Linked DNA regions of Mus musculus: regions 2, 3, 4, 5 and 6 are each linked to region 1. Evidence: chromatin contacts called from public Hi-C and promoter capture Hi-C data. All regions are on one chromosome and are shown on one strand. Each heading gives the region's core, a stretch centred on a gene start, on an enhancer-like site or on the middle of the called end of the contact. The rest is flanking DNA. Distances are from core to core; before and after follow the strand shown. Region 1 holds the start of Dad1 (defender against cell death 1). Region 2 holds the start of Sdr39u1 (short chain dehydrogenase/reductase family 39U, member 1). Region 3 holds the start of Nynrin (NYN domain and retroviral integrase containing). Region 4 holds the start of Tinf2 (Terf1 (TRF1)-interacting nuclear factor 2). Region 5 holds the start of Tm9sf1 (transmembrane 9 superfamily member 1). Region 6 holds the start of Dcaf11 (DDB1 and CUL4 associated factor 11).

Region 1 (4,650 bases), core at 1,040-3,539:
ATGTCCTCACTAATAATGCCCTCACTCCTAATAATGACCTCACTACTAACAGTGTTCCTTTGCTAAGCAGTCTAGTCAATAACAAGCCATATATATACCTCCCACTGAAACCTGATCATTTCAGCCTCAACAGGCACAAAAACAGGACTTAGGAGCTGGAGAGGTGTTTCAGTTGGTAAAGTGCCTGCCTCAAAGCATAAGGACCTGGTTTGCTGGCACATCTTTAACTGTGGAGTTGCAGAGAGTTGGAGAGAGGCAGACAAGACACCATACAACAGGAAGACACTCCCTCCCCAGAGTTCTCTATCCACCAGCCAGTTCAGTCTAGCCAATGAATACTTCTGCTCTTTAACCTCCATATACACACACATGCACACTGACACATAATGACACTTTACAATACATTATATGCACACAAAGATGCTCACAAAAATACTTTTAAAAGAACATTAAAAAAAAAAAAAAGCAAAAGCTGGGGCTGGGGCTGGAGAGATGGCTCAGTGGTTAAGAGCACTGACTGCTCTTCCAGAGGTCCTGAGTTCAATTCCCAGCAACCACATGGTGGCTCACAACCATCTGTAATAAGATCTTCTGCACTCCTCTGCTATGTCTGAAGACAGCTACAATGTACTCACATAAGTAAATAAATCTTTAAAAGAAAAAAAAAAAAGCAAAAGTCATCTACCAAAAAAAAAAAAAAAAGAAAGACAGATGGGATGAAAGAGAGAGTGTGAGCGCACTAACCTAACTTTCCAGCAAATCACTTTTTTTCTATGTAGTTCTGGTAAGTCAGGACTTAACTCAGAGGCTTGTGAAGATGGGTGGCTTCAACAGGAGAGACCTTACTTAAATCAGCTGTTAGCCCCACTCTGTTCCTACACTTCCATAACCAGAGGCTAAATAAGTAAGAGGTTCTCAGCCTCTTACTGTTCTCTGTCGGGAACAGTACTGGGCACAGTAGAGAGGTTTGTCAGACCTGGCTAATGGTGCTAACATATCCTGATGGTTAGGGTGTAGCCTCCAGAAACTGGACCAAAAACCAAAGACACTATGATGACCACTGAATAAGCTGACTTTGCAGCTCTAGCTCTGACTGGGGCACAAGTCGGCTGGGGCCTATTTAAGTTCTGAAAAGTAAAATTGTTCCCAGTGGGCCTGACCTAGCAATGTGAATGTGTACATGTGACGTGAGGTTTATGTTAAGACACTAAATCAAGTCTCCAGACAAGTCCAATGCTATATTTTGTCTCTGCCCAAACCAGCTGTAATTCACTGAGGAAAACAATTGCTAATAAACCCCCAAAACACTGCTGACTGACCATGATACATTTGGTAGTAACATTCCTAAGCCAAACCTGTTCCCAGTATTCTCTCAGTTCCATGGGGCAAGAAAAGTCAGACTTCAGATGAAATCCATGGCGGCAATCCTCATTAAACCTGGAAGTCTGTAAGGTTATTAAATGTGTAGAAGAAAGAAGAGCTAATACACAATTGTGTGAATAAAAATTGAGTTGAGGGTAAAGAGAAAAAGCACATAAATTATGCACAGAAATAAGTAGGGGCAACTAAAAAGCCAGCATCAATTGGGTTGCCTCCTCACAAGCAGTCACTAATATTTATATTCCTATACTATCACCAAAGTCTTCTCCTAGATGAAGTAGGGATTAGGCCAAAGTGATAGAAATGTCTCAGCTTGGCATTTTAATTTAAAGCTCTACCAACTTTAAATTTGTGTTAAAGTTTCATCAAGGTAGGATATTTTTCCTTAGAGAAGTATTAATTGCGACGAACACCAGAAGACTATTTCTTTACATATTCAGTTTCAACTCCTGTTAGGCATTAGAAACGTGACATTTCTGAGCCTGCTTCCTGGATCCCAAGAAGTAAGCGTGACTTCACAGACGACGGCCTTCTACAAACTACCAAAGGGTACCGTGAGGACGAAGCTGCGCGCCAAAGTGGGACATTATGACCAGGATACAGAATCATTACCCGCTAGGATGAAGCTGCCCACACAAGAGATGAAGCCAGAGAGGAAAGAGTTGAAGGGGAAGGTGCCCACGAGGAGACAGTAGCCGAACTGCAGCGCCCCGGTCAGCAGTATATAAAGGAGATAGGCGTCCAGCAACTTCAGCCGCTGCGGAGTGGAGCTCAAGTACTCCTCCAGGAACCGGGAGATGACGGACACCACAGACGCCGACATGACGAACACGGGGACTTCGGATACCGGACGACCACAGACGATGTGGCTCGCGCGTGCGCGTTAGCGGGCCCTAGCCACGCCCACACCGGCGGGCCAATTGGCTCCGGCGTAAAGGCCAGCCTTGGTGCGTCACAATTAATGCGCAGACACAGGCTGCATACCCAGACTGAGAACTACAAACGGAAATAAATTAATGCTCCTGCGCAGGGCCTATCTCCCCCTCTGGAGACGTGTACTATAGCCTTATTTCCGCCCTGCGTTTGTTGACGCCCTCTGTTGCTCTGGCGACGAGATTTGTGACCGGAACAAGGGGAGAGGTTTAACAGCGGACAGAGACGCTTCCCAGAGAGTTCCGGCTCTCTTTGATCCCCCTCAGTGGTCTAGCTTGGGAATCTGCTTAGAGACCAAGCTGGCGGTCCAGGGACTTAACCTGCCTGGCCCTAATTCTCTTAAAAGCTCTATCTTCAGATGCCTATGACCGATCATTAGAGCAGGTCAAGTTCCTCCGCAGTGAGAACTATGCTTATACGGGCCAAGCGCCGGTTTACACTGGCGGGAGAGGGTTGACCTCTACAGGATCCTGAACTGGAAGGCTGAATCTGGGCCCCACGAAGAACCTAAGCCAGCAGGTATTCATTCATTCAACAAACGCTCGTTGAGTACCAAGGAGGTCCAATAGCTGTAGTTATATTGTAGGAATTTTTAGGTTAATCAGTCACTGTCTAAAAAGAGAGATAGTCACTTGTGCGTAGAGTGAAGGGTCAGGATCAGCAGCAAACTGACATTGTACAACAGGTATTGTTATAATATTCCTTGAATGGCTCCAAAGAGCATATTTGTTTCAACCTGATCCTCTGAATCATTTTATAGAAAAAGAATTGAAAGTTTGAGGTTTTAACAAGTACAATTAACTGCTTTTTAGCGTTTTAGCTGAAGAAAACTTAAGTTCTGCCTTCTGGTTTGCACTGCCATTACAAGTTCACAATAACCCGACCTTCTAAACCTAGTATCTCATCTTTCAGTTAAAAAGTCTACCCGCATAGAATCCGGTACTTCATTTCAGCGTTTAAGACACTTCCAACTGCCCTGCCTAACTAGTTGAGCAGCATTTCTAAACCCGCAACTGAACTACTGTCGCTTGTTATCTGTATTTAGCCCGGAAACACTTAGCGCCACAATCCAATAAGACGTAAATAGCCCTGCCCAGGTTCCAGTGAATCACTCGTGTCTTTGGAAAGCCTTAGTCTGTTAAAAGAGGTAAATCCATATTCACAAGAGAGAAGTTTGCACTCCTAGAAATGTAGCCTCTGTGCTCTTGTGTTACTGTAGAGTGGGTGGGATGTGGAAGGATAACCAGACGGGTTCCTACTCCACATAATATGAAATGCATCTGCAATTGAACCCTTCTCCCTGTCTCAGCACAAGTAGAACAGATTCCTCTGGTCGTCAACTTAAGGCCAAATGGGCTAACTGGCTGTTTCTAATTATCCAGTAATGAATTCTTCCAGAAGTTCCTGTGCCATCATCCCAGCACCTTCCAGAAGTGTCTTAGCCTTTGATCTTTGTCATTAACATCTTCATAGGAGTTCCCTAGGAAGACAGAATCAATGCAAGACATCACTTATTGAGACAAGCATACTCATTCTAAGACAAAGCCATTCTGAACTCCAGATTTTCTCAGCTACCTGAATTAACAATACGGAAAAGTTTTGTTTTGTGTTCAGTATATGAACATAACTAAACTCTCAATAGGGATTCATACGGTCATTGGTTTTGAGTAGTGTGAGTCAGAACATTACTATGTGTAAAAAGCTCATGTGCAGAGGGATAGTAGATAAAAGTTCAAGTTCCAGAGTCAGACAAAGAGGGTGTTAAACTTTGATTCTACATACTACTAATTACTTAACTTGAGACTGATCACTTAACATTTAATTCTTGCTTTCCTTCTTTGTGTTCTTTTTGACAAGGTTTCTTTATGTAGCCTCGCCTGGAAATTACTATGTATCCCAGAATGGATTCAAATTTGCAATCCTCCTGCCTCTGCTTACTGAGTGCTGAAATTTCAGGTATATGCCACTATGGTCTCATTTTCCATCTCCATGACATGGAAATAACAATACCTGAATCACAGCACTGTTTTCGTTGGGGTTAAATGAAATAATGTCAAACATTAAGCAGCAAAGTCCAGAGCCCATGATAAATGCCCAGAAGATGTTTGCACTTGCTAACAATTATTCATTCTGACATGAACGACCTCTGTTTCTCCAAATAATTAAAACTCGGCCATACTGCAAAGCTCCAATACTTTGGGCATGCAAAAGATGATGCTAGCACTGTAAATCTGATGACTGGCAAAGACACATTGGGTTTTAAGTCAAATCAGAAGTCAGAGAAGACCTTAGAGGCTTCATTACTAAGGTGCTCCACAATATAAGATATGGGAGAGT
Region 2 (4,650 bases), core at 809-3,308, 1.6 Mb after region 1:
TGTCCTCTCCCTGCAAGCTCAGCCCAGGAATCGTCCATGTTGCCTGATTCCCAGGCCCTTGGTCCTCACCTGAACGTACCACGACCTGGCGTGTAGACTCTCCAGGAAGCCTGGCTGCTGCTTCCCATTTGGTTACCAGGTTGGAGAAAAAGTCAAAATTCCCTCCTGGGCTGTCTTCATCATACTCCTTAGTCAGGCTTGGCTGGTAGTAAGCTGTCATGGAAGAGCGTTTGTTTGCTCTGGCGGTCCCTGGCCTGCTGGGCCCTTTGTAGTGCAAGGCTCCTTAGCCTCAGTCTCCTCTGCCCTTTGGGTTTCCACAGGAGAAGAAAGAACCATAACTGTTTCCCCCTTGAGCTTCTCTGTGTGTCCATGCCTGAACATCTAGCTTTTGGCTGTCAGGCTGTGTCCAGAGGCCGCTAGCTTGTAGTGGGTAGGGACAGAAACGTAGGTGCTAAGCTGCTTGAACTGGACCATTCTTGACATCTGTGACTTTTTTTTTTTTTGGCAAGTTACTTCTCCGTATGAAAAAAATCTGCATCCTCAGTATGGGAGTAACTGTACCTACCTCATAAAGTTGTAAGGATTAAATAATATGTATATAATAGTATGGTGGCTACTACTCATTTTAATTGTTTGCAATTGTGTGGTCTCAAAGGAGACACAACAAAGGGAGCTCTTCATAAAGAACTGCAGTGCAAAAAAGCAAGGGGTGTGGGAGTGGGGAGATGCCTTCTGTGCGCACTAGGACCCGTACCACACCTCTTTCTCTGAGGGCTCCCAATAAAGGCTCTCTAGCCAAGTACCCCACACCCCCATTCTGCCTTTCCACACCCATAAAGACCAGACTGTGACAGTACAGATCTGGGTCAGGAAGAACCTGCAAGGCTGGAGGCCTAGGCAGTGACCCTGGGAAGGACCTGTGATTCGGGTGCAAGCCCCAAGTGCCTCAACTGCTTGCTCTGTTCTCCCTGGCTCCGTTAATGTAAGAGGCTGGTGATTTGGGAGCGTACCTACACCTGTGACTAGAATCCAAGCCTGAGGTGGGTGCGCAGTTTCGGTGATGGCTTTGGCTAGCAAGTGGGTAGTATCCAAGCGGCTCGTAAGAACCTCTTTTTGGAAGGTTTCATTCCATCTGCAGAGAAAATGAAAGAAAAGGTCAAAAGTGCAGACATGCACCTAGACCATATCCTCCCCACTCATCCGGCTCCCCTCCCAGTAAGTCTGTTGTCCTAAGCCTGTCTTAATGCATAGCTCGGGGTGGCTAAGAAGATAGGACTCTCTCCCCCGGCCCCCAATAGGCATGGGCTATATCTCTTTATCCACAACACTGGGCTTTAGTAGACGCTGATATATAACAGGCTCCAAAGGCTTAAGGGGACACTTGCACAAGTTTATGTCTACCATGCACGGGTCACAGGCATCGACCCTCTCTCCCCCCTGTACAGGTGATAACTGCTTTATGGCCCTGTTGACCTTCGCAGAGGGTTGAGGATATTCTCTCCAGCCAGGTTGATGACAACATCGCAGAGGGGCAGCCCCGACTCACTGAGTTCACTCTGTGGGAGAAAGTACAGTGCCGGCTGGTACTGTCCTTCCCGCGCAAATTGCCCTCCCACCCACCTTCCAGAAGCTCGACCTACCCACGTGATTCGACCCGGGCCAGGCTGTCTGGAGACCAATTTAACTTCGTGGCCCCTGCCTCTCAGCAGCTGGGTTACGGCTGTCCCAATGAATCCCGTCCCGCCACCTGATGGGGGAGCACAAACTGTTTACTCAGCGGGGTGGCGGTAGGTCATCTGCTGGCGGCCCCTTTGGGTGCGGTCCCCATCTGACATCAGGCCTCTCCAACCCACCCCGCGATGCAGAGGTGACAAAAGTCACAGGGTCGCACAGATTCAGCTTTTGGGGCTGGGAAACCAAGGCTAGGTTGCCTGCTTAGGAGACTGCACCCTGTGGGCCTGTTTTCTCAGCTCTCGGCTACAGCCTAAGCCGGCCCGCCACTCTGCCCTCCCTCACCTACAAGCACCCGCATAGCGACAGGGAGCTAGCACGCCTGCGCGAGATTTAAACACCGGACGCGACTACGAGCCTCACCTCACGCGAATCTCAGTACTAGGTGTGCCCCACCCTCCCCCGACCCGGAAGGAGTTATAGTAATAGCGAAGGACCATAAATTTCTCTGGGAAGAGGGGTGGATGACGCAAAAGAGATGGAGGACGAAGTGCAGAAAGGATCCGCTCCTAAAGAACAACTCTAGACCGCGAAGCGCTGGGCGTGGGGAGGGGGCGGGCACTGTGGAATTCTTCTTCATCTTTTCTCACTGTTCTGCCTCCTTCTGTCAGGACTCGAGGGTGTCAGAGTTTCTTCTCCAGTTCATGTGCGCACTCTTGTCCTTGCTTCCGCAGCTAAGGCTCTCACAAGCGTGCATCCCACCCGTGCCCTGCTTCCCAGTTCATCCGTTTCAGGGCCCTCCAGGAACACATAGTTCACCAAGTCTAATGCCCAGTTGTAGATCATTTTGATTGATCGCCCAGCCAAAATTACTGTTCTTTCTCCCTTCCTTTTAGAAATGATAGGCATTTCTCTACCGCTGGTGAAATGAGCCGATTCAAGCCAGACTAGTTTACATTAAAGGCAGGTTTATTGGGAGTTAACTGGCCCCAAGGATTAAGGCCAGGGGACTCACCATGGAGAGGAGTGGGGGAGAGGAGAAAGAGAGAAAGGGCGACCGAGCAGAGAGAGACACGGGGTGGGAGAAGGAGAGATGGGGGAGGGGGTAGGGAGAGAGCACAAAATGTCTGAATTTTATAGGGAAGAGCCTCTTGAGGAAGGGCAGCCAGGCCCCTGGTCTGGAAACTTCAAGGTTGGAGGCAAGGTATGCCAGGTAGGGTCTGAGGGATGATGGGAGAATCTGGAGGCCATGTCTGCTTTGTAAACATGTAAAAATGTAAAATATTTGCCTCAGTCCCTGGGCATAATCCTGGTCTGAAACCAAACAAGAAACGCTGCATTTTTGCCTTGAGTAGAAACCACACTGTCTTCTGGGACTTTAAGAACCAAGTTTGGTGTCTGGTGCATATCCTTTCCCACTGAGGCCAGACAAGGCTGCCAAGCTAGAAAAACATATCCCACACACAGGCAACAGCCTTTGGGATAGCCCCCACTCCAGTTATGTGGGACCCACAGGAAGACCAAGCTGTACATCTGCTACCTATGTGCAGGGAGGACTAGGTCCAGCCCATGTATGTTCTTTGGTGGTAGTTAAGTCTCTGAGAGCCCCAAAGGTCCAGGTTAGTTGATTCGATTGGTCTTCCTGTGAAGTTGCTATCCCCTTAGGGGCTGCAATTCTTCCTCACATTCTTCCATAAGAGTCCCCAGCTCCATCTACTGTTTGGCTGTGGGTGTCTTTATCTGTCTGAGTCATCTGCTGGGTGGAGACTCTCAGAGGACAGCCATGCTAGACTCCTGTCTGCAAGCATAACAGAGTATCAATAGTGTCAGGGATTGGTGCTTGCCCATGGTATGTGTCTCAAGTTGGGCCAGTTACTGATTGGCTGTTCTCTCAATCTCTGCTCCATCCCCAATCTCTACATTTCTTTTTTTTTTTTTTTTTTTTTTTAAAGATTTATTTATTTATTATATGTAAGTACACTGTAGCTGTCTTCAAACACTCCAGAAGAGGGAGTCAGATCTTGTTACGGATGGTTGTGAGCCACCATGTGGTTGCTGGGATTTGAACTCTGGACCTTCGGAAGAGCAGTCGGGTGCTCTTACCCACTGAGCCATCTCACCAGCCCTCTACATTTCTTGTAGACAGGGTAAATTTTGGGTCAAAAGTTTTGTGGGTGGGTTGGTGTCCTTATTGCTCCACCAGAGTTCCTGCCTGGCCATAGCAGGCAGCCTCTCCAGGCTCCATATCCCCAGTGTTCAGGATGCCCCTATTCATTCTTGGGCACCTCCCTTATCCCAGGTTTCTGTTTCTTCCTGAAGATGGCCACTACGTTCCCCCGATTAGTTGCAGATTTCCGTTCATTCTCATGGTCATCGGGCCATCTCCCCTGCCCCTCCCCAACCCAATCCTGAATTTCCCTCTCCTCCCCATTCCCTCTCCCACCAAGTTCCCTCGCTCCATCTGACTTCCATGACCATTCCAATCCCCCTTCCAAATGAGACTCAAGCATCCTTGCTTGTGCCCTCCCTCCTGCCCAGCCTCCTTGGGTCTGTGGGGTGTAGCATGGGCATCCTGTATTTTATGGCTAGTATCTACCTATAAGTGCATACATACCACCCATGTCCCTTTGGGACTAGGTTACCTCCCTCAGAATGATAGTCTCAAGATCCATCCATTTGCCTGCAAAATTCATGATGTCTTCATTTCTCATAGCTGAATAGTATTCATTGTGTAGATGTACCACATTTTCTTTATCCATTCTTCATTTGAAGGACCCCTAGAATAACTCCCTTTTTGATAATTTGGTTATTCTCCATATTCAATTCGGTTTTCATCCTGTGCCTGCCTCCAGGTGGTGTCCTCCCATCTTGATTTGTTTGTATAGACAAGCTACCATTCATCATGGCATGAAAGGCACGGTGACCAGAGTTGGAGGTGTCTAGTTAGGAGACAGAGCGATGAATGTGAGTGTGCAGCTC
Region 3 (4,650 bases), core at 915-3,414, 1.6 Mb after region 1:
CTGAGCTCTGACCAAGGGATTTACTGACTTGTTTGAGGGTTCGTAGGCTCATTCCTGACAAAGGGTGATAGCCAGCTTTTTGGCCAAATCCACTTTCTCCACGTGGTTGGGTTAGCAGGTGGTAAGGGCTGAGTCCAGGAGGAGAGAATTTCTAGGGTAGAGAATCTCTAGGACACATTGGCTTGAGCTGAGATGGGGAGGAAGACAAGATCTGGGAAAGGAGACTGACTACCAGTTAGCAAGTGTCGCAGTACACTGTACACAGCTACGCTGGTATGTAATTCATTGCCTGAATTATGTAAGTTTACCTGTGAGAGCTGATGTCCATCCTGGGCCTTGGACTATTACCCCCATGTCTGTGAGCTAAAGCAACCAAGCACAAAAGTTTAAATAAGTTGCTTTAAAAGGATCTGTTTATGAAGTGTCTTATGCATGGCTTCTTTCTGCCCTCTGCATGGCCTCTTTGAACATAGGATTAAACCTGGGGCTTCTCCCTGACATCTTTAGCCCTGGCAGAAAGAATTTAGCATCACTAACAGAAGGGGTGGGGAGAGGCTGTGTGGCTCCCTTGCTCCTGGAAGGGAAACTGAGGCACACCCTTCCATCCTCTTCTGAGTCAGGGCCTCTGGGCTCAGCCTTCTGCAAACCCGGAGTTTCTGATGTGCCCTGCCAAGCCTGCCTTTTGATAGTACAATTAAAGGCAGGGAAAGTGGAGAGAAGTGGGGTCACTCAGACAGCCTCTGACTTCAAAGCCTTCTGGAGGGGCAGGGTTGAAGAACTCGTTACCCAGAACCCCACAGACCCACCTTTTATTTCTCTGAATTCCATTCCAGGGATGAGACCTTGTAAAGGTGGGGCTTGACCATCCAGTCTAGTCTGGCAGTAACCTGAATCTTTTCCCCCTGGGCCCCTTCTGCACAGCGTGCACCTCCCCACTGGCCTGCATACATACACACATCGGTGGCTCTGTAACACCGATGTCCTAGGAAAGGACTCAGTTTAAAAAAAAAAATAGCTGTCCTTTGTTCCCGTGGGTCAGGTCATACTTGTGTCTGTCAGACTGTGACTCTTGGTTTGTTTGGAAAGTAAGGTTCTCTCGAGGCCCCAGCTGCAGACTGTGCCTTCCCAGTGCCAGGCTACTTCAGGCTACAAGACCACATAAAGTGTTCTTTGTACTGAGCATGTCTCCAAGGCAGCTCGGGTTTTGAGAGTGTCCCCAGCCCAGGGCTAGTCTTGGACCACTGATGCCAACCATATGGCTGTGGATAAGGATGATTGGAGACCCTACCTCCCACTGGCTCCTCACACTCTAACTCACACTTGCTAAAAAAAGGGGTTCTCCTAAACAACCCGAGCCTGAAAACTCTGGCAGCTAACCCCCTGCCCCTCCAGCCCTGGGGGGCTTCCGCAGGGCCTGGGCCTAGAGCCAGTTCCAGGCGGTCCCCAGACTAGAGTGGGGGTGGGGGTCAGAGCTGTAACCCTTTACGTCCTGCTTGGTCTCCAGCCCATAGTTTCTACAGGCCCTAGCCTCTGTGGTCTCTCCACCCCATTTTCCCTTAACCCTTTCCTGCCACAAAGAGATGGGTGTAGTAAAGGGTTTTCAAGGGAAGTCCAGACGACCAAGGATCATGTGTGTGTGTGTGTGTGATGTGTTTGTGTGTGTGCGTGTGGTGTGTATGTGGTGTGTGTGCGCGTGTGGTGTGTATGTGGTGTGTGTGTGTGTAGAACACTGCTTGGAATCTAAAACCAGGGTCTCAGAGATCAACTCTTCAATCCTTCCTTTTCCTTCCTTCGAGGAAGGAACTTTGACCCCTGAACACAAAACTTGGGTGGAAGGCAGTTGCTTCCAAGACCCTGTTTGGCCCTCTCCCTCCCGCCCAGCCTCCTCTCCTTCCCTCCCTCAGTCTCCAGCGCCCCTTTAAGCCATCCAGCAGCTCAGGCGAGTTTATCCAGGGGGCCTGGCTTCGAGGTCGAAGGGGAGGAGGGGGTGGTGGTTGAGGGGGAGGAAGGGCGGCGGGAATCCGCTCGGTCCCACCCCTAGCTACAACCCTTAGCAGGAAGGGTTTGTCTCCCGTGCTGCGGCGGAAAGGGACGGAGCTGGGAGGGCGGGCGCGGAGCGCTGGCGGGTGGGTCGCAGAACCCACAGCAGGGAGGCGGTGGCGGGGGGCGCGCCTCAAGGAGGGGAGGCGTGGCTTAGGCTGCAGGGCTAGGTGGCTGGGGGCCTCGGTGCTGGGACCCGTGACACTTCTCACGCTTTCCAGGGGCCGGAGGGACAGCCATGCTTTTGTCGGGGGGTAAACCCCCAGCGCAGGAATGGTTCATGGTGCAGACAAAATCGAAGCCCCGGGTACACCGGCAGCGGCTGCAAGTCCAGCGCATCTTCAGGGTCAAGGTGACCGCTTTCCAGAGCCGTCCTGACACCCCTTACTTTTGGCTGCAGCTGGAGGGGCCCCGGGAAAATACGGGCAAAGCCAAGGTAAACAGCTTCGTTTTGTTCTTTCCTTTCCCTCCTAGTCAGATCCTCTCCCTCTCTCCTGAACAGTCAAGAGTCCCCAGAGGTGTTGAGCTTGTCCTGCTGTTTGGCTTGCAGGGTCTGGGCCTCCCTCCCTCCAGATCTGCGGGGCCCCTGCTCTGTCCCTCTGCTTCCTTCTTTCCCTTCTGCCCCACCCCTCTCTTACATGTCACTTCTGTCCTTTAAGTGTGCTGAGAGAACCTCTGCTGAGAGTCTCTTTCTACCAGCCTTCTCTGGTCAGAAACAGGCCCAGATTTTCCATCTTGGGATCAGTTTAAGGGCCTGCATTTTTGTGGCCTCTGCAACATATGTCTTTGTTCTCACCAAGACACTGGAAGGCCTCCGTTCTTTCTGTCTGCTTAAATCCTGGGCGGTTTCTCTGAGTACTGGGACCAGAGGAGGGCCCTAGAGACACTTGTAGAGTGGCGTTGGCAGTTTATAGACGAAGCAGTAGGACTCAGAGAGAGAGAGAGAGAGAGAGAGAGAGAGAGAGGGTGAGGGTCTGCCTCAGTCATCAGAGTCAGGAAGGAGTAGGTTGGTGGAGGTTGTAGAACCTAGGACCCTGCCGGCAGAGTAGGATGCATCTGTTCTGGAAGGCAGTGCCTTGGGATGCCAGGGAATCATGGACGTTGAGATGAAAGGGCCTGCTGTATGGAGCTGGATATTGGAGAGGCCAGGTTGCAGCTTGTCCCTTTTACGCTCATCTTGGCTTCTCTGCCTGGGCTCCTCCCTCTGGTTCAGTCACACCCAAGGGCCCCCTACTCCCTCAGATTCCCTTATCTTCTCCAGTAGGAATGCTCTGGACTCCCTTCTCTCGGATACAAGCTAGTCTTTAACCCTTTGGCTGAAGCTCTACCCACATCTCAGTTGGTCAGGGCCTAGGTAGGGGAGGCCCGGAACACAGCCAGCAGAAGGAAGGGGAGGCTGGGAAATTTCTCCCTAAACACGCCCATTAAGCTGCTGCATCAGCACTTTTCCAGTTCTGACAGAGGTGCTGGGGGAGGGGAGAGGTGTCTGCCCAGAGAACAGATGTGCAGGGCCCCTTAGTTTCAGAGGCTGGTGTAGGATAAGCTAAGAAGAGGCTTTTGGGTTCTTTATGTTCTTAATTTTTTTCCGTTACTGTTAAAGTACCACAGCTCAGCCTTCATGGAGAACTAATCAGCTGACCAGGGCCTCCCTAAAGATGGAGACTGAACCCAGGGCCTGTGCATACCACAGAGGCCCTCTGCCACTGAGCCACTTACTCCCCCTGGGCCCCTGAAGAGCACTGCTTGAGATGCTCCACTTTGTGTTTCTTGTTTAAACTTCAAGTCAGCTTCAAGCTTGTCAGCATCACAGCCTCTTTGGGCTATAGTTTTTTACCCCTGAGTTTCTCACTCCAAGCCCTGCTAAGTGGATCCAGGGGCTCTGTCAGTTTCCTCTTGTGTCCCTCTTTGCCCCAGAGAGAGGCATTGTTGAAGGTGGGAACAGCTTGCAGGGATTCTGGGTAACTTCCTTTCTTGGTGGGGACAGAAGGAAGAAAAGGAGGGGGAGGGGGTGAGGGCAAGGGACAGTGGAATGTGGGGAGGATAAGGTCTGGATTTGACACGTTTCCATATCATAGCCCAAATAGAGAAGCATAGTTTGAAGAGGCCCTGGTCTAATAATTCAGCCATCTTGAAACTTTTTTTCCTCATTTGTGAAACAATGTAATAACACTCTTCTCATGTAAGAATTGTGAGGGCCAACTGAAAGAATGCCTGCTCAAATACTTTGGCAAAACATAAAGAACAACACGGGGCAGAAGTTAGGTGCTGCTGTTAGTAACTAGCTTTATAAGGGACCAAGTCTTTCTCCCTAGCTTGATGTCTTGTAAGCTGAAGGGCTTTGATGACCTGCTATGTGAGCCTTTCCTATTATGAGGATGCCTTGTCAGGAGGATGCAGTGTGGCCGACTCCAATCGTAGCTCTAGGGACCTGGAGTTTTGCCTTCTGGTTGTTGCCTTCCATACATCTCTTGGGAGAGATGGAGGAAGAACCGTGAGGTTGTTTGTTCTGGTCTCTGTGGAAGAAGGGTCAGGAAAGATGCAGGCTCACCTAAAGTAGAATCCAGTATGTTTTTATATTATTTGTGCTTGCTTTTTGAAAACAAAAAAAAA
Region 4 (4,650 bases), core at 1,387-3,886, 1.4 Mb after region 1:
TTTCAGCAATGTAGCCAGGCAACTCAAGTCTGGACTTCCTCTTCTTTTCCACTAAATTGCATGCAGAGCTGCAGCAGAAGATGGACAGAGTGCAGAGAATATTCCAGAGGACCTGAGTGAGAACCGTTTAGGTAGCCAGAAAGGAATAGGCAGGACACTACGGGATGTAGTCACAAAACATGGGGATATAGGTGTCAAACTTCGTCTTCTGGTAGTTTTTCAAAAACTCCTATAGAGAAGAAAGCATAATTCCTATAACTGGGAACACTTCACATGTATCCCTGCCTTGTTCTGCCCGCCCTCTGGCTTGGCTTTCTGCTTCTTCCCACTCACCTTCCCTTCCTTCTGGTTATTTTCTTCCTCATCAGAGTCCAAAACCAAGTCCCCTATGGTAATAACAGAGCTACACGGGGTTGGGGACAGCACTGCAGGAAAGAAACCACAATTAAAACCTCTTTCTTAGCCTAGCTTGGTGGCCCACACCTTTTATCCCAGCACTCTGGAGGCTGAGGCAGGGGGATCTCTGAGTTCAAGGCCAGCCTGGTCTACATATCAATTTCCAGGACAGCCAGGGTTATGTAGAAAAAACCTGTCTCGAAAAAAATAAGCAGAAACAAAACCTAGACCCACTTTTAGGTGAGCACAGGCCTTGGAAAGTCCCAACGCCGTCTGGTCCAAAGCTTACCTGGTTTCTTGACTGTAAGAGGCGGTGATGAGTGTCTTAGAGGATCCACGCAATTCACACTGTTCCTGAGGTGAAGGCAAAGGAAAGGTTGGGTGAAGAAGGGAAGCAGGCAGGGAAAGTATTCCTAAGGAAGGAGAAGAGACCCTTACTCCTGCTCTGCAGCCGGTGAGTCAGGTGGGGTCTCCTCTAATGCCCTTTTCCCCAAAGGCCGAGATGGAGTCTTAGCCTCCTCCGTGCAGACTGGCTCTGTTCCCACAGAAGCTGCTGAGGCCGCACCGGGTTCTTCCCTGCTTTTAGGGTTAGATAAGTCTTGAGCTGGTAAGCCCATGTTCCTAAATGGGAGTAGCATGACTGTGGGCCGCTCTTTATGGCACGCCTTTGCCGATGTCCAATGTGATCGGGATTTTCGCTTTCCCAAAGGGGCCAGATTAAAGCGGTGGCCAGCTAAGTGTTCTGGGTGCTCCAGTGAAGCTGGCTGGTGAGGGCCAAGCTTAGCTTTAGGCAGAGGACTGTGGAATGCTGGCCTGGTTTGCTGATGAGGACTCTCTTCCATGGGCTCTATCAGATTCCCTGAGCCAGAAGTAGAGCTCTCTGAAAGATAAAATAAGATGCCTTATAAAATTAGAACTAGGTTAAAACTCAGGTTTGTGTTACAGGCCCATATAACTTCCATTCGGCTGACTCAGGTTTGGTAGAGCTAAACACTAACCTCCAAATTGCTAGTTATCTCCGCTGATCCTCTTACCTGGAAATGTCCACCCCATGTCCATACCATACTGGTGCAAAGCAACCGAAGAAGTGATGAACGAGCCCGGCTGACTCCAACTTAGAGCATCCTGAAGCTGTGGGCAAGGCGACAGATAGGAAGATCATAGTTCTCGGGGAAGCCACCCAGCCTTCCGCCCTTAAAGTGTTTCTTTCTCAACAACCTCTTGTGCTCTGACTGGAGGCAGTGCTTTCTCTAGCTGACACAAGTATTCAAACAACAGCTTTTCCATGGCAACTAGAAAGGATTCCCCATAGTCTTGTTCTAGTTCCTGTATGTGGGAAAGTGAAGCAGGTCAGATGAATTTTAGAAAACAAAACAAAACAAAACAGGAATCCCATAACATCCTCCAAACCAACCATTCTCACCTGCAGGCTCGAAGGCGGGTCCTCTGACAGGTGCTTCACAAGCAAGCAAAAATTTTCCCGTGCCTCCAAAAGCTTCCTGTCTTCTTTTGTCTGTTGAGGATATTGAAGACAGGAAAATTTGGGTGAGGAGGTGTCGCTAGGACCCAGGGGCAACTTGGTTGCATCAGGCCTGAGTTTGGTCTGCCCAAGATAGCACTCACAGCTTCGGGGTCCAGTGGTACTTACTGTTCTGGACTCTGCTGGGAAGTGATGCTTCAGGGCATTCAGGACCTGGTCCCAGGGTCGCGCCTGCAGGATCAGCTCCACCACCACCTGCACGGTACAGGGCTCAGAACACCTACCCTTTTCCAGCCGATCTTAGTCCCAACCAGACGTCCTTCTCTCTAGTACCTTGGCCTTTAGGCTCATACACAGGCGTTCATGGTGCCGGTAGCAAACCAAGCCGGGGGCAGCAGCGCGCAAGGACTGCAGAAACTCCACCACTTTCGGGAAGTGCTCTACGCGGCGACGGCGGACTACCAGCCAGCTGGCGGCGGCAGCAAACCGCAGAGACGCGGGACCTACCCCTGGAGGTGGGGCCATGGCCCGCGGGCGCCCTTTCCTCCTTTCGTTCAACCCAGGCTTCCCGGACGCTCCCGTAGGCGGAGCCCCGCTTCTCTCATCTGCACCGGAAGGTCGGCGGACCAGCTGGGCCCATTTCGCGGAGCCACGGGAACCCCGCAGTCTCCTCTCAGGCGGTGACTTAAGTGTATCAACCTGTCCAGATCACTAAACTTAAAATGCCGCCACTGAGGGAAACGCAGGAGTACGTCACTTCCGCCTGGGCGCGCGGCTTCCCTCCCCGGAAGAGGCCGCGGAGGGAGCTGTGACGTCACGAGGTCCCCTGCACTGTGAAAGTGACGTACGACCTAGCGTCACTCTCCATCACCCCTGCAAGCTGTAAACCTAGGTGTCTGAATCAGCGTCTGCCAAGCCCTTCCCGGGCCGCCAGCCGCTCCCAGGAAAAATTCTGCCATTCCTCTCGCGAAACAGAAGAGGGCGCTCGCTCGTTTCAAAAAACCAAACACAGGCCTGAGTGGTAACTCCGCCCTCCTGTCCTGACTCGCCGGTGCCTAAACGAATATAGTTTGAAATATCCTAGGGCTAGTCAGGGTTCTCCTGGACAGTAGGATGACAGCCGTTTTATGCTTTTCTGTGCCACATCTTTGCTGTTTCGTGTAGTTTATAATATTTAAGGGCTTCCTTTTCCAAGTTTCTTTTGAGCACTAACTTGATGGAGTCCTTTAGTGGGTTGACTCTTCTTGCTCTCCCCAAGGACAGAACCGGGCACACTGTGTACAGCTTTACTTTGTTGCTTAAATTAATTATCTGCCTTGCCCACCTTGCAGGAATTTTATGAAACCTGCCCATTATTTGAATGGTTTCCTCCATTCCCAGACTCATGGCTCACACTTTGCCTTGGTTCTCCAGATCAGTATTCAGAGCCTTTCCAGACCCAGTACCAAAGTACTACACTGGATGTTAATGTTGAAGTGGGTTTTCTTCATATTTTTTTCTGTCATTTCTGACCTTACCACTTTCATTTTTTCTTTAAAGATTTATTTATTTTATGTATGAGTACACATTACTCTCTTCAGACACACCAGAAGAGGGCATTGGATCCCCACTACAGATGGTTGTGAGCTACCATGTGGTTGCTGGAAATTGAACTCAGGACCTCTGGAAGAGCAGTCGGTGCTCTTAACCGCTGAGCCATCTCTCCAGCCCCACTTTCATTTTTTCTAAAGAATTTTCCCACAGAGTGTGCTGGTGCACACCTCTAAATCCCGGCGTGAGATGGGGTTTTTTTTTTTCCCCCTTGTTTTCAGTACTGTAAATACTTTACTCCCTTGTTGCTTGCATGGTTCTGGGTAGAAGTCCAATCTAGTTACACATTGTTTTTAAAGCTGAGAAATTAATTTCCTTTTTAAAGCTATCATGTATTAATTTAACTCTTTTGATACTTTATTTTTATTTAATGTGGACCAGTGTTTTGTCTGAATGTATGTCTGTGAACCATGTGTGTGGAGTGCCCATGGAGGGCAGGTGAAGATTTAAGTCTCCTGGGATGGAGGTTACAGAGGGGGGGGGGGCATGCACAGGTAAAGACAGAACAAGTAAGAACATGAGAAAGAGCCAGAAGATTAGAAAAGATTGCTAAAGTTAGTTTGAGGTCAAACAGCAATTCAGAGAAGCCAGATTGAATTAGTCAGCTGGGAGAAGAGTTTGAGCCAGAACAGCTGAGTTGAACCAGATGGACAGAAGTCAGAAAGAACTAAAAAGGGGCGAGTTTATTCAGCAATAACTCTGGGGTGGTTTGAATATTCTTGGCCCAGAGAGTAAGTGGCACTATTAGGAGGTGTGCCTTGTTGGAGTAGATGTGGCCTTGTCGGAAGAAGTGTGACACTGTGGTGGGCTTTGAGACTCTTCTCCTAGCTGCCTGGAAGCCAGTCTTCTCCTGTTTGCCTTTGGAACAAGATGTAAAACTCTTGGCTCCTTCTCTAGTACCATGCCTTCCTGGACACTGCCATGCATTCTGCCATGATGATAATGGATTGAGACTCTGAACTTGTAAGCCAACCCTGATTAAAAGTTGTCCCTTATAAGAGTTGCCTTGGTCATGGTGTCTCTTTACAGCAGTGAAAACCTAACTAAGAAAATCTCAGAGGCTGAAAACCTTCCAGGCCTAGATTAGATAGTTTGGAGGCTAGACGCTTCCATACAAGGCCTAGATTAGCAGACAGAGACAGGTAAATAAAAACTACTGTTACACACAGTGAGACTAGAGGATG
Region 5 (4,650 bases), core at 789-3,288, 1.4 Mb after region 1:
TAAGGCCCAGCAATTCATCAGACCGCAGCCCATCCAAGCTGTGGGGCTTGACGTCCCGCACCGAAACATTGGCAAATATAATTCGATCTCCATGGAATTCTAGGTGGAAGTCCAAATGTGTCCAGAGGCCTATCTTGTGGCTATGTGGCAGGAAGCCACTCTCTTCCATGTAGCCCACAAAACCACGGATTGGCAAATCATCGACCACAAACTCAAAGTAATACAATTCCTCAATGGCCTGGCGCAGCTGCTCCACCTGTAAAGAACAAGCCAGGAGTCGGTTACACAAAGCCTCGCAGAGTTAAACAGGGTTTTGAAGACTTGGCGGTACTCCTATTTTGGTTTGGCTAATTCTGTGTTGTAGGGAGATACTGATCTGTGCATGGCAGGGGTCAGCATCCTTGATCCTTACACACTACATACCAATAGTACCACTGAGCTGTGACAATCAAAATTATTTCCAAGATGGGCTACGGTGGTGCACGCCTTTAGTCCCAGGACTGGGGAGGCAGAGGCAGGTAGATCTCTTGTGAGTTCAAGGCCATCCTAGTCTACAGAGAGAGTTCCAGGACATCCAGGGCTGTTGTTACATAGAGAAAGCCTATCTTAGTTGATGGGTAGAGATCTGGTATAGAACAAACCTGTTATCCCAGCACTTAGAAGGTTACTATTGGGTTTGAGGCTAGCCTTGGCTACATAGTAAGACCTTATCTCAATGTTCAAAACAAGAACAAACCCCTAAACCAACCAAACCAAATGTCTTTATACACTGCCAAAGTACCTAGGTACAAAACTGTTTTCCATTGAGACTCACTGACTGATTCTGGTATATTAGCCCCAAAAAAGAACAAGGATCTCTTTGCTAGGATAAAGTCTCAGAAAAATAAATGGAGCAAAGTATAAAAAGACTGGAATTAAGAAGTTCCAAAATTTGCTAAAGGAAAAAAAAGAAAAGTAACAGGGAAGGCTAAAAAGTAAAAAAAAAAGTCATGGAAAAAAACAGAGGCATGTACGGAAGGAGAGAGACTTGCACAGGACTCTGGGACCTATTACTGACAGCGAAGAGCCTTAGGCTCTAAGCTCCCCGCTCTGCATCTCTGGATCCATGTTATCTTGAAAAGTCAGTTTGGAACATCTAAGCAAGTACACGGGGTTGTAGTTGGAGTCCAAACATAATTTCCATAAAGGTACCATAGATGCAAGGCACCCTTAGTCCCTAGCAAGGAGGGCTGAGTGATATGTACCGCGGAGAGCAGCTGACCTGTGCAGAACTGAGCTGCATGTGACACAGAATTCTCTTCTCCACATTCTCCCGAAAGCGGATCTCGTACAAAGATTCGGCCATTCGGTCCCCATCCAGAACTTCACCCAAACTAAGACTTTTGTGGCGGATCTTCTCAGGACAGCAGACTGGAAGCTGATAGTAGTGGTAAGTTTCCTGAGGGTTATGGTAGGGTCCCACTTTGTTGACATATAGAATGACAGGGTCGCCGGGCTTGTAGTGTGTGACACCTTCCACCCATGGCCCATGGCCTATGCCCAGCAACAGTATCAGGACTGGCAAACAATGGCAGCTCCAACTTCGAGGGTACCCTAGGACTGTCATCCTTAAGGCAGCAGAACCTGTTGGGGGAATCCCGTGGTTACAGAAACTAGGAATCAAATCATGATGACCCGGTTCTGGTCTCTCAAGTGCCCATTGGCTCCACCTCCTCCCTTCGGCCTCCCGATCCCCACACCACAGAACTTATCTATCCCAAAGACGGGGCCTGGCGTGCACTCAATAGTACTCCCAACCTAGGGTTCACGCCTCTAGGCCTCCCCAGCCCGGGGCTGCGCGTGCCAACCCGTTTCTATAGCAACGCCCGGCGGGCTCGCTGCTACGGAAGGGGCACTCGCCGCAGCTCCAGGGTCCTCACTGCGAGGTACCGGCTGGCCAAAGAGGCGCCAGTGGCCTCACGGGGCCCCGTAGCTGCCCTTGGGCTTCTGCCCCGGTCTTCCAGACAGCGGCGCCGGAGCGGTAGGCTTGCGGAGGACCTGACGACGGACCTCCTCCGGGTTGTCCGCCGCTGCGCCTGATTGCCGCGGCTGCTGCCACGTCGCCGGCGTCCGCCCTCGGCTCATTCGAATGCTCCTGGAAGAGCTCTGGTTCGCCCGCAATCCGGCCCGGCCACGGATTCCACGATGCTCGCTCCCCGAGCCACCGAGCGATGCCAGTGGTCGTCCCGGCGAGCAGCACCGCAGCCCGGACACGTCAGTCTTACCACTTCCGCCTTCGCCGACGGGGACCTCAGCTCCGGGAAGGCGGGAAGGCTCTTCTCCTGAGCCAAGAGCTCCGCGATGCTCGCCGGTGTGTCGCGGGCGGCTTCCCACGGGCTCTCGCGCGGCTGGGCTGTCCTCTCTAGGATGGAGAGAGACAGCTGGGGAGCGGGAGCGCGGCACCCGCCCCCGGCTGCTGAGGTCGGCCCGGACGCGGAAAGTTGTCCCTAACCTGGGCGGGGCGGGGCTTTGTGCCGCGTTCCCACGCCAGGGACCTGTAGCCTCCAACACCTTGGTAAAGGTGCCCCTCCGAGGCTTTCTGGAGGCACGGACCGGTTATTGTTGGCAACAGGCATGCGGGAGGTAGGTGAGGTGCACCTACAGTTTGCCATTTCACCCTGCAAGTTGTGCGGGTTGACAGCGCGTTTTTTTTTTAAGATTTATTTATTTATTATATGTAAGTACACTGTAGCTGTCCTCAGACACTTCAGAAGAGAGAGTCAGATCTCGTTATGAGATGGTTGTAAGCCACCATGTGGTTGCTGGGATTTGAACTCGGGACCTTTGGAAGAGCAGTCGGGTGCTCTTACCCACAGAGCCATCTCACCAGCCCGACAGCGCGGTTTTTGATCGGAAGTAGGTTTTTGTTTTGTTTTTTGAATGTGGAGTCCCTGCAGACCTCGAACCCGGGGTCTTTTGAGTCTCCGCCTTCAGAGTTTCAGAGCTTACAGGTACCATCTCACTTCCGTCATTTTGTTCCCAAGTTCGTCTGTGGGACGTTTGGACTTCTCCCTAACTTTGCAGGTTTCTTTGAACGCGTTACTTTTGTCTGGCTCAAGCTGTTGTGAAGGGGCTCTGCCCCTTTTGAACAGTGACTTTCACTTGGCAACATGGGAGCAAACGGAAGGAAGCTGACTTCAATTTTTCTATTCTGGCGGAAGCAAGTACTGAGAGAAATCACAAGCAGCCATTCTTTCCTCACTCCTACGACTGTTCTTTTCTGATCCACCCACTGTCCTGAAGCGGTTAGAGTCTAGGAAGCTAGGCTTGAGCCAGACACAGTGGCTTTTGTTTTGACCCCTTTGCCCTCCTCAAGACAGTCAGTCTTGCTGTGTTGCCTGACTGGCCTTGGAACTGCTGCCGAAGCAATAGCCCTGCCTCGGTTTCGCGAGTAGCTGGGACTGCAAGTGTGTGCAAGGCTTGCGGTACTGAGGCAGGCCTGACTGAGTTCTGTGGTTAGGAATAACTTAAGATGCTTTGGAGTTTTCTTTGGATGACCTACCCAGTGAAGCCAGAAATCAAAGCTTCTCTTAGCACCTCTCAAATCGCAAGCTCCCTTGATTTGTTTCCTGATTCTTTGTTTTCCATCATTTTCTTGATGTAGAGGCCCCATACTCTTTCATGTCAACCACCTTGCTAGCCTCTGAGCCACCTTCCTCTGGGACCATTTTTCAAACTACTGCTGGAAGGACTGTTAAACCGGCAGTACCTCAGGAAGAGAAGGGGCTGAGTATCGGGTTCTGGGGTTGGTTAATTGGAGGTTTTATTGAGACGGGTCTCGGCAGCCTCATCTGGCCTCAGACCTACAGCGATTCTCTTGCCTCAGCAAGGGGTCTCAGGGTGAGCCACTGTGCTACATTTGTTGTTTGTGTTTCTCTGTGTAGCCCTGGCTGTCCTGGAACTCACTCTGTAGACCAGGCTGGCCTCGAACTCAGAAATCCGCCTGCCTCTGCCTCCCGAGTGCTGGGATTAAAGGTGTGCGCCATCACCGCCCAGCTCTTGTTTTTATTTCTACCTTTTCATATCTATCTAGCTTTAAAACAATTGTGTATGTATGCCACAGATGTAGGGATGCCCAAGGAGGCCAGAAGAGGATGTTGGTTCCTCTGTAGCTTGAATTAGAGGGAGTTACATGTTGCTGAGTGTGGATGCTAGGAACTAAACCCAGGATCTTGGAAGAGCAAGCACAAAGATCTCTTAACTACTGATTTTTTTTTTGACAAGTTCTGATTTTTATGTATAACAAACTTGGACTGGAACAACGTAGAGTAGAAAATAGCTTAACACGAGGCCTTACAGAGCCATATCCTGATGCTACTCCAGGTATACTAACTTTCTGGAATACTCTGGGTTCACATAGAAATATTGGATGTTTCTCTCTCTCTCTTTCTCTTTCTCTCTCTCTCTCTCTCTCTCTCTCTCTCTCTCTCTCTCTCTCTCTCTCTCTGTCTTGAACAAATTGGTATACCTTCTATTTGTGATGAGAGATTATTACCAGTTTATTACCAAACCACCTATCCAGGCCTGGTTAATGCACATTGATGAGCAGTACTGGGGTGCATCTCCTTAACTGTGATGTACTCTGGGCAGTTCTTTAATCGTACCAGGTTG
Region 6 (4,650 bases), core at 889-3,388, 1.3 Mb after region 1:
TCCAAACTAAGTGAGAAGCCCTGTCTCAAAAAATAAGTTGGTAAAAGTTTTTTAAAGACATGAAAGTAGGAGGAGGCTTGGAGGGGGGGATGGGGGGGCAGCTGGAGTGGCTGTGGTCAAGAGGCACTGTATATATGTATGGAATTCTCAAATAAATAACTTGGAAATTTTTGAGGAAGACACCAGACATCCATTTCAAGCCTCTACATCAACTGATACACATGTTCACATGCACCAGAACACACCTGAACACACAAACACACTACACACACATGCATCCACACATATATAACGATAATAAGGAAAAAATTTTACAGGCCTCTTTTCTGGACCTAATCATAATGTTTTGTTCATGTTCCACCTTAGCTATCATCCATTTTGTTATTTAATCACATAATGAGCTTGGATTTTTCAAATTTGTATTTACTTCTTTGGGTGGGTGTGGGTGAGTAGGGAGGTATGCATGAGGAGTTCTGAGAACAATTTGTAGGAGTCCATTCTCTCTCAAGTCATAAGACTTAGTAGTAGCTGGGCATGGTGGCACACGCCTTTAATGCCGGCACTTGGGAGGCAGAGGCAGGTGGATTTCTGAGGTCGAGGCCAGCCTGGACTACAGAGTGAGTTCCAGGACAGCCAGGGATTTACAGAGAAACCCAGTCTCGAAAAACAAACAAACAAACAAAAACAAAAACCCCAGACTTCCTAGTAAGCACCATTACCTAGCAAACACCCTTACCTGCTGAAGCATCTCACTATCTCACTGGCCCAAACTTGGTTATTTTTTTTAAAAGATTTATTTATTATTATATCTAAGTACACTGTAGCTGTCTTCAGATGCACCAGAAGAGGGCGTCAGATCTCATTACAGATGGTTGTGAGCCTCCATGTGGTTGCTGGGATTTGAACTCAGGACCTTCAGCAGAGCAGTCGGTGCTCTTAACCACTGAGCCATCTCTCCAGCCCTCGGTTATTTTTATTTTATGAAGAACTGCAGCAACATTGGGTTTTTGTTGTTGTTTGGTGTGTATGTGTGTGTGTGTGTGTGTGTTCAATGTATACACTGAACCCAGTATATACAGAATGCCAAGCAAGCACTCTCCCATAGAGACATATTCCTAACCCACTAAAAAATTCATTTCAGTGGCTACCAGGTATTTTTATAACTGTACAAAACTGACCATAATTTATTTAACCAACCTCTTATTGTATATTTGGATTTCTTTTATTTCCAGTATCCCACTATTATCAGTGATTGTTAAGCAGAACATACATTTTTATGTAGGTCCAAGTTTGATTACAGATAGCAGTATCACTAGGTCACAGTTTAGGGCTATGAGGGCTGGCTAGGACTGGTTAAAAAGATAAAGCATCTCTCAGATTAGACATTCTGAAAGGGTGTACCAGTAGAAATAAGGCACTTCTAGGCACATTTGATTGGCAGACAAAATTTTCGAATGAAGTAAAAAGACAATCAGGTTGGGAAGTCTGTATTTGAAGTAATAAAAAAACGAAAAAACAGTCAGCTCTTAAGAACGAAATACTTTTAAGAGTAGACTTGAGCAGATCAAGGAGTGGAAGAAGTCTGAAATGTGGAAAAACAGCCACTGTGAAAATAACCTCAAGTAATCAGTTAAAAAATATCTACAGAACTTGTAAGAACTAGAAGAGTAATAAGGAAGGAAAAATACTAAAATTATTACAGACTTTCCAGGCCAAATAACCCAAATACCTAGGAATCCTGAAAGTTCCGTGTATGTTTGAAATACCTGTCCACATAATTAATGGAGACCAGCCAAAGAACAAAATGCTGGGCGCTTGTTTACAGTTAAGAATTTTAAGGCAGTGACAACCTGCGTGGATCGGGAGAAAATGTTGGGGTCTCCGGCCTAGAGACCAGGAAACCTGACACAGAACCTGTCACATGCTCGCCCCGGGAGCTGAGGTGTCCTCGCGATGGCCCACCTCTGGGCCAAGGCCGACATCGCCCGCCTCTCTGGCCTAGGAAACCATCCCAGACAAGGTAGGGTTGGCCTTGGACTCACCCTAGTTACTCATAAACCAACGGGAGGTGGCGAGCGACAGAAGCCTAGGGACGGTCGGCAAAGCCCAGACCCAAGGGGCGCGTGCGCACTAAGGCAACCGGAAAGGCTCCGGGGACGGCCGCGGCACTTAGGGAGCGTATGCAAAGACCAAGAAAGGAAGCCAGGGGTCGTCAGACAAGACCCCCGCTGGTAAGCGTGTACACAGCAGGGTGGAGAGGCCCAGGTCCCACCAGTGAGGACTGCTTTCGACAGGCCGCTAGCGCTACAGCCAGGGGAAAACGGTTGAACTGGGGTTGCTGGGAGCTGAGGGAATAGGAGCGATTGGGCACGCAGTAAAAAACAAACAAACAAACAAACCACTCGAGGCCAAGCGACCTTAAGGGACCACCTCGCAGACTTGATGTCTAGTTCCGCTACGTCTAATGCAGGTCGCAGCCAATTCCAGTCCGCTACGACTAAACGCCCCTCTTGGGTTGAGCAAGTTCCCCAGCCCACCTATCAATCACAGGTCTCAGCTATCCAATCAGAGGGCCGAGGGGGAGGGACTGCTTGGAGCGTCGAGTGACGTCAGCAGGCCTGGCCGCCAGAAGCGTGACGGACGAGGCTCGCGACTGAGGAGCTGTTAGCCGGCGCCGCAGCGATAGTCGCTGTAAACAGGGCCTCGCCCCTGCGGGTCCTGCGACAGCTCCTGGCTGGTGGGTGGTCTCGCGTGGGGCGGTAACCGCCAGACGCCGGGGGGAGGTGCTTCTCCATTTTCCCTCCCCCTGTTGTACACACCCCCGGCGCACCACGTGGGCGTGAAGCTAAACTGGAGGGGGTGTTAGGCTGACTTCTAACCTCATTGGCTGTTGATGCTGCCGGCCCGTGCAAGAAATTGCTCTGATTGGTCAGTAGAGGGAGGCGTGGGGGGGGTCTGAGTTCTAACGCCTCTGGTTGGTTGTGTGAGATAAGCTAGTGAAATGCGTTCTTCCGCAAGGGGTTTTGATTGGTCAGTCGGAGAGGTTATCTGGGATTCAGCCATCCCGGGCCGGGGACTTTGATAGGTGAGTTTGGTTAGGAAAATGGGAAATTCCTCTTCGTGGACTCTGATTAGTACGGTAGGGTTGCACCCTAGGTTTCATATGGCTTTCTTTGCTTCACAGGATTGAGAAAGGTTTATGTTCCCGATACCCTGGGAGCTGTCATAGCTAAAGAGAAGGAAATCTCAGTCTCCTGGAGGGGTCACCCCTCTAAAGATAGCTTCTGCCCCGTTTCTGGAAACCCTGGTATTTCTACAGCAGGCTTTGCTTTCACCAAACCCAAGTTGGAGACAGGAGCAGCCCCTGCGCAAGACATAAGGATGCTGTAACCAGAAGATGGGATCACGGAACAGCAGCAGCGCCGGATCCGGGTCCTTAGAACCCTCTGAGGGCTTGTCCCGAAGAGGGACTGGCCTGCGTCGTAGTGAGGAAGAGGAAGAAGAGGATGAAGATGTGGATCTGGCCCAGGTACTGGCCTATCTCCTCCGCAGGTAACTTACCCTCTGCTGTGACACTAAGTGTCACAATGTCTTGACCTCAACTTCAGGCAGGAAAAGTGCAGAGGATAGGGAATGGCATTGTCCCAGGACAATGGTTGTGTTTGAACAGAACGACCTTTCCCTGCTGGATGTCCATACACTCTGCGTGGCTCCCTACCCAAAATGGTTCTTACAACTCTCATAGTTGAGGAGCTCCTAAGGGAAGCCTTTTCAGCTGTGACAACACAAATGTCATCAGTTTTCCAAGAAAATAAAACGAGAGAAGGGAGAGGGATTATGGAGGAAAGGAGAGATGTGAAAAGAGTTGGGAAGGGGGTGCTAAGTCACTTGCCATGTGAGATGAAGCCATGTGGATTTACTTGAAAAACAAGTTTACATCGGCCTTACTAGCCCTGCTCTTAAGAAAAGAATGCCCTCAAGGGGGTGACCACCAGGAACTAAGAACGTTTTGTTTGCTTGCCTACGGTTCCTTGGGAAAAGATGAACCTAGTATCCCTGCAGACCCTGTGTTCTGTGTTGCGTTCCTACACCGACGGCTGTGAGGGTTGTTGTTGTTGTCAGCTGGACAGAGTCTGAAATCACCTGGGGGACACGGCACACCTGGGCGGGATGGATTATTTAGCCTCTCTGGGCAGGCCTGGAAGGGATTATGGCGATTGGGTTCATTGGAGCAGGAAGACCCACTCTGAGCGTGGGTGGTGCCATTCCCATGTGGGTCCTAGACTGTATAAAAAGGAGAAAGCTAGCTAAACCCAACCATTCATCCCGCCTTCTTCCTGACTATGAGTGCTGTGTTACCAGCTGTTCCTGGCCCTGCTACTTTGATGGCCCCGCTATGACAGACTCTGCCCTTGAGCCATGAACCAGAATATACCTTCTCTCACTTAAGGTGCCTTTGTTGGGGTATAGAAGGAAAAGTGGAAGTGCTCTCCTAATTCTTAGCTCTTGAATTCAGGATATAGCTTTGTGGTAGAAGCTTACCCAGCATGCACTGAGCCCCTGGGTTCAGTCCTTAGCCCTGGGGGAAAATTATATTTAGCCCTGAGAGAAATCAATTTAGTAGGTCAGTCTTCATAACCTGTTAGAACT

Evidence for each region. Promoter capture Hi-C pulls out the DNA fragments that hold promoters and counts their contacts. Hi-C and Micro-C count contacts between places; a contact is called where the count stands out from the background.
Region 2: a promoter capture Hi-C map of hippocampal neurons shows a contact between it and region 1, with 3 times the contacts expected there. The contact joins the promoter of Sdr39u1 here to the promoter of Dad1 in region 1. A contact is called at or near these places in 3 of 39 promoter capture datasets (hippocampal neurons, liver and pre-B cells).
Region 3: a promoter capture Hi-C map of cranial neural crest shows a contact between it and region 1. The contact joins the promoter of Nynrin here to the promoter of Dad1 in region 1. A contact is called at or near these places in 1 of 39 promoter capture datasets (cranial neural crest) and 1 of 115 datasets of contacts at active chromatin or transcription factors (microglia).
Region 4: a Hi-C map of B cells shows a contact between it and region 1, with 7 read pairs. The contact joins the promoter of Tinf2 here to the promoter of Dad1 in region 1. A contact is called at or near these places in 3 of 39 promoter capture datasets (hippocampal neurons, liver and pre-B cells), 2 of 484 Hi-C or Micro-C datasets (B cells and rod photoreceptor) and 1 of 9 other capture datasets (liver).
Region 5: a contact with region 1 is called in a promoter capture Hi-C map of pre-B cells, with 3 times the contacts expected there. The contact joins the promoter of Tm9sf1 here to the promoter of Dad1 in region 1. A contact is called at or near these places in 5 of 39 promoter capture datasets (the SN4741 cell line, erythroid cells, liver and 1 more) and 1 of 9 other capture datasets (liver).
Region 6: a promoter capture Hi-C map of pre-B cells shows a contact between it and region 1, with 2.1 times the contacts expected there. The contact joins the promoter of Dcaf11 here to the promoter of Dad1 in region 1. A contact is called at or near these places in 3 of 39 promoter capture datasets (cranial neural crest, liver and pre-B cells) and 1 of 9 other capture datasets (liver).

The regions. Positions count from the first base shown.
Region 1 is chr14:54,251,640-54,256,289 of GRCm38.p6, forward strand. It overlaps Dad1 (defender against cell death 1), which reads right to left and starts at 2,290. Exons shown (of 3, transcript NM_001113358.1): 1 at 1,993-2,290. The coding sequence starts at 2,203. It also overlaps a transcript of Abhd4 not described here.
Region 2 is chr14:55,898,174-55,902,823 of GRCm38.p6, forward strand. Sdr39u1 (short chain dehydrogenase/reductase family 39U, member 1) reads right to left here and starts at 2,059. Exons shown (of 6, transcript NM_001082975.1): 1 at 2,017-2,059; 2 at 1,641-1,747; 3 at 1,474-1,556; 4 at 1,011-1,132; 5 at 70-213. The coding sequence starts at 2,032. It overlaps Khnyn (KH and NYN domain containing), which reads left to right. Exons shown (of 8, transcript NM_027143.3): 8 at 1-607.
Region 3 is chr14:55,851,951-55,856,600 of GRCm38.p6, forward strand. Nynrin (NYN domain and retroviral integrase containing) reads left to right here and starts at 2,165. Exons shown (of 8, transcript NM_001040072.1): 1 at 2,165-2,476. The coding sequence starts at 2,279.
Region 4 is chr14:55,679,181-55,683,830 of GRCm38.p6, forward strand. Tinf2 (Terf1 (TRF1)-interacting nuclear factor 2) reads right to left here and starts at 2,637. Exons shown (of 9, transcript NM_145705.3): 1 at 2,210-2,637; 2 at 2,045-2,131; 3 at 1,820-1,909; 4 at 1,615-1,722; 5 at 1,431-1,527; 6 at 835-1,276; 7 at 686-750; 8 at 334-425; 9 at 1-229. The coding sequence starts at 2,401. The coding sequence ends at 158. It also overlaps a transcript of Gmpr2 not described here.
Region 5 is chr14:55,641,333-55,645,982 of GRCm38.p6, forward strand. It overlaps Tm9sf1 (transmembrane 9 superfamily member 1), which reads right to left and starts at 2,039. Exons shown (of 5, transcript NM_001360063.1): 1 at 1,262-2,039; 2 at 1-256. The coding sequence starts at 1,606. It also overlaps a transcript of Tssk4 not described here.
Region 6 is chr14:55,557,891-55,562,540 of GRCm38.p6, forward strand. It overlaps Dcaf11 (DDB1 and CUL4 associated factor 11), which reads left to right and starts at 2,139. Exons shown (of 15, transcript NM_133734.3): 1 at 2,139-2,231; 2 at 3,320-3,552. The coding sequence starts at 3,398.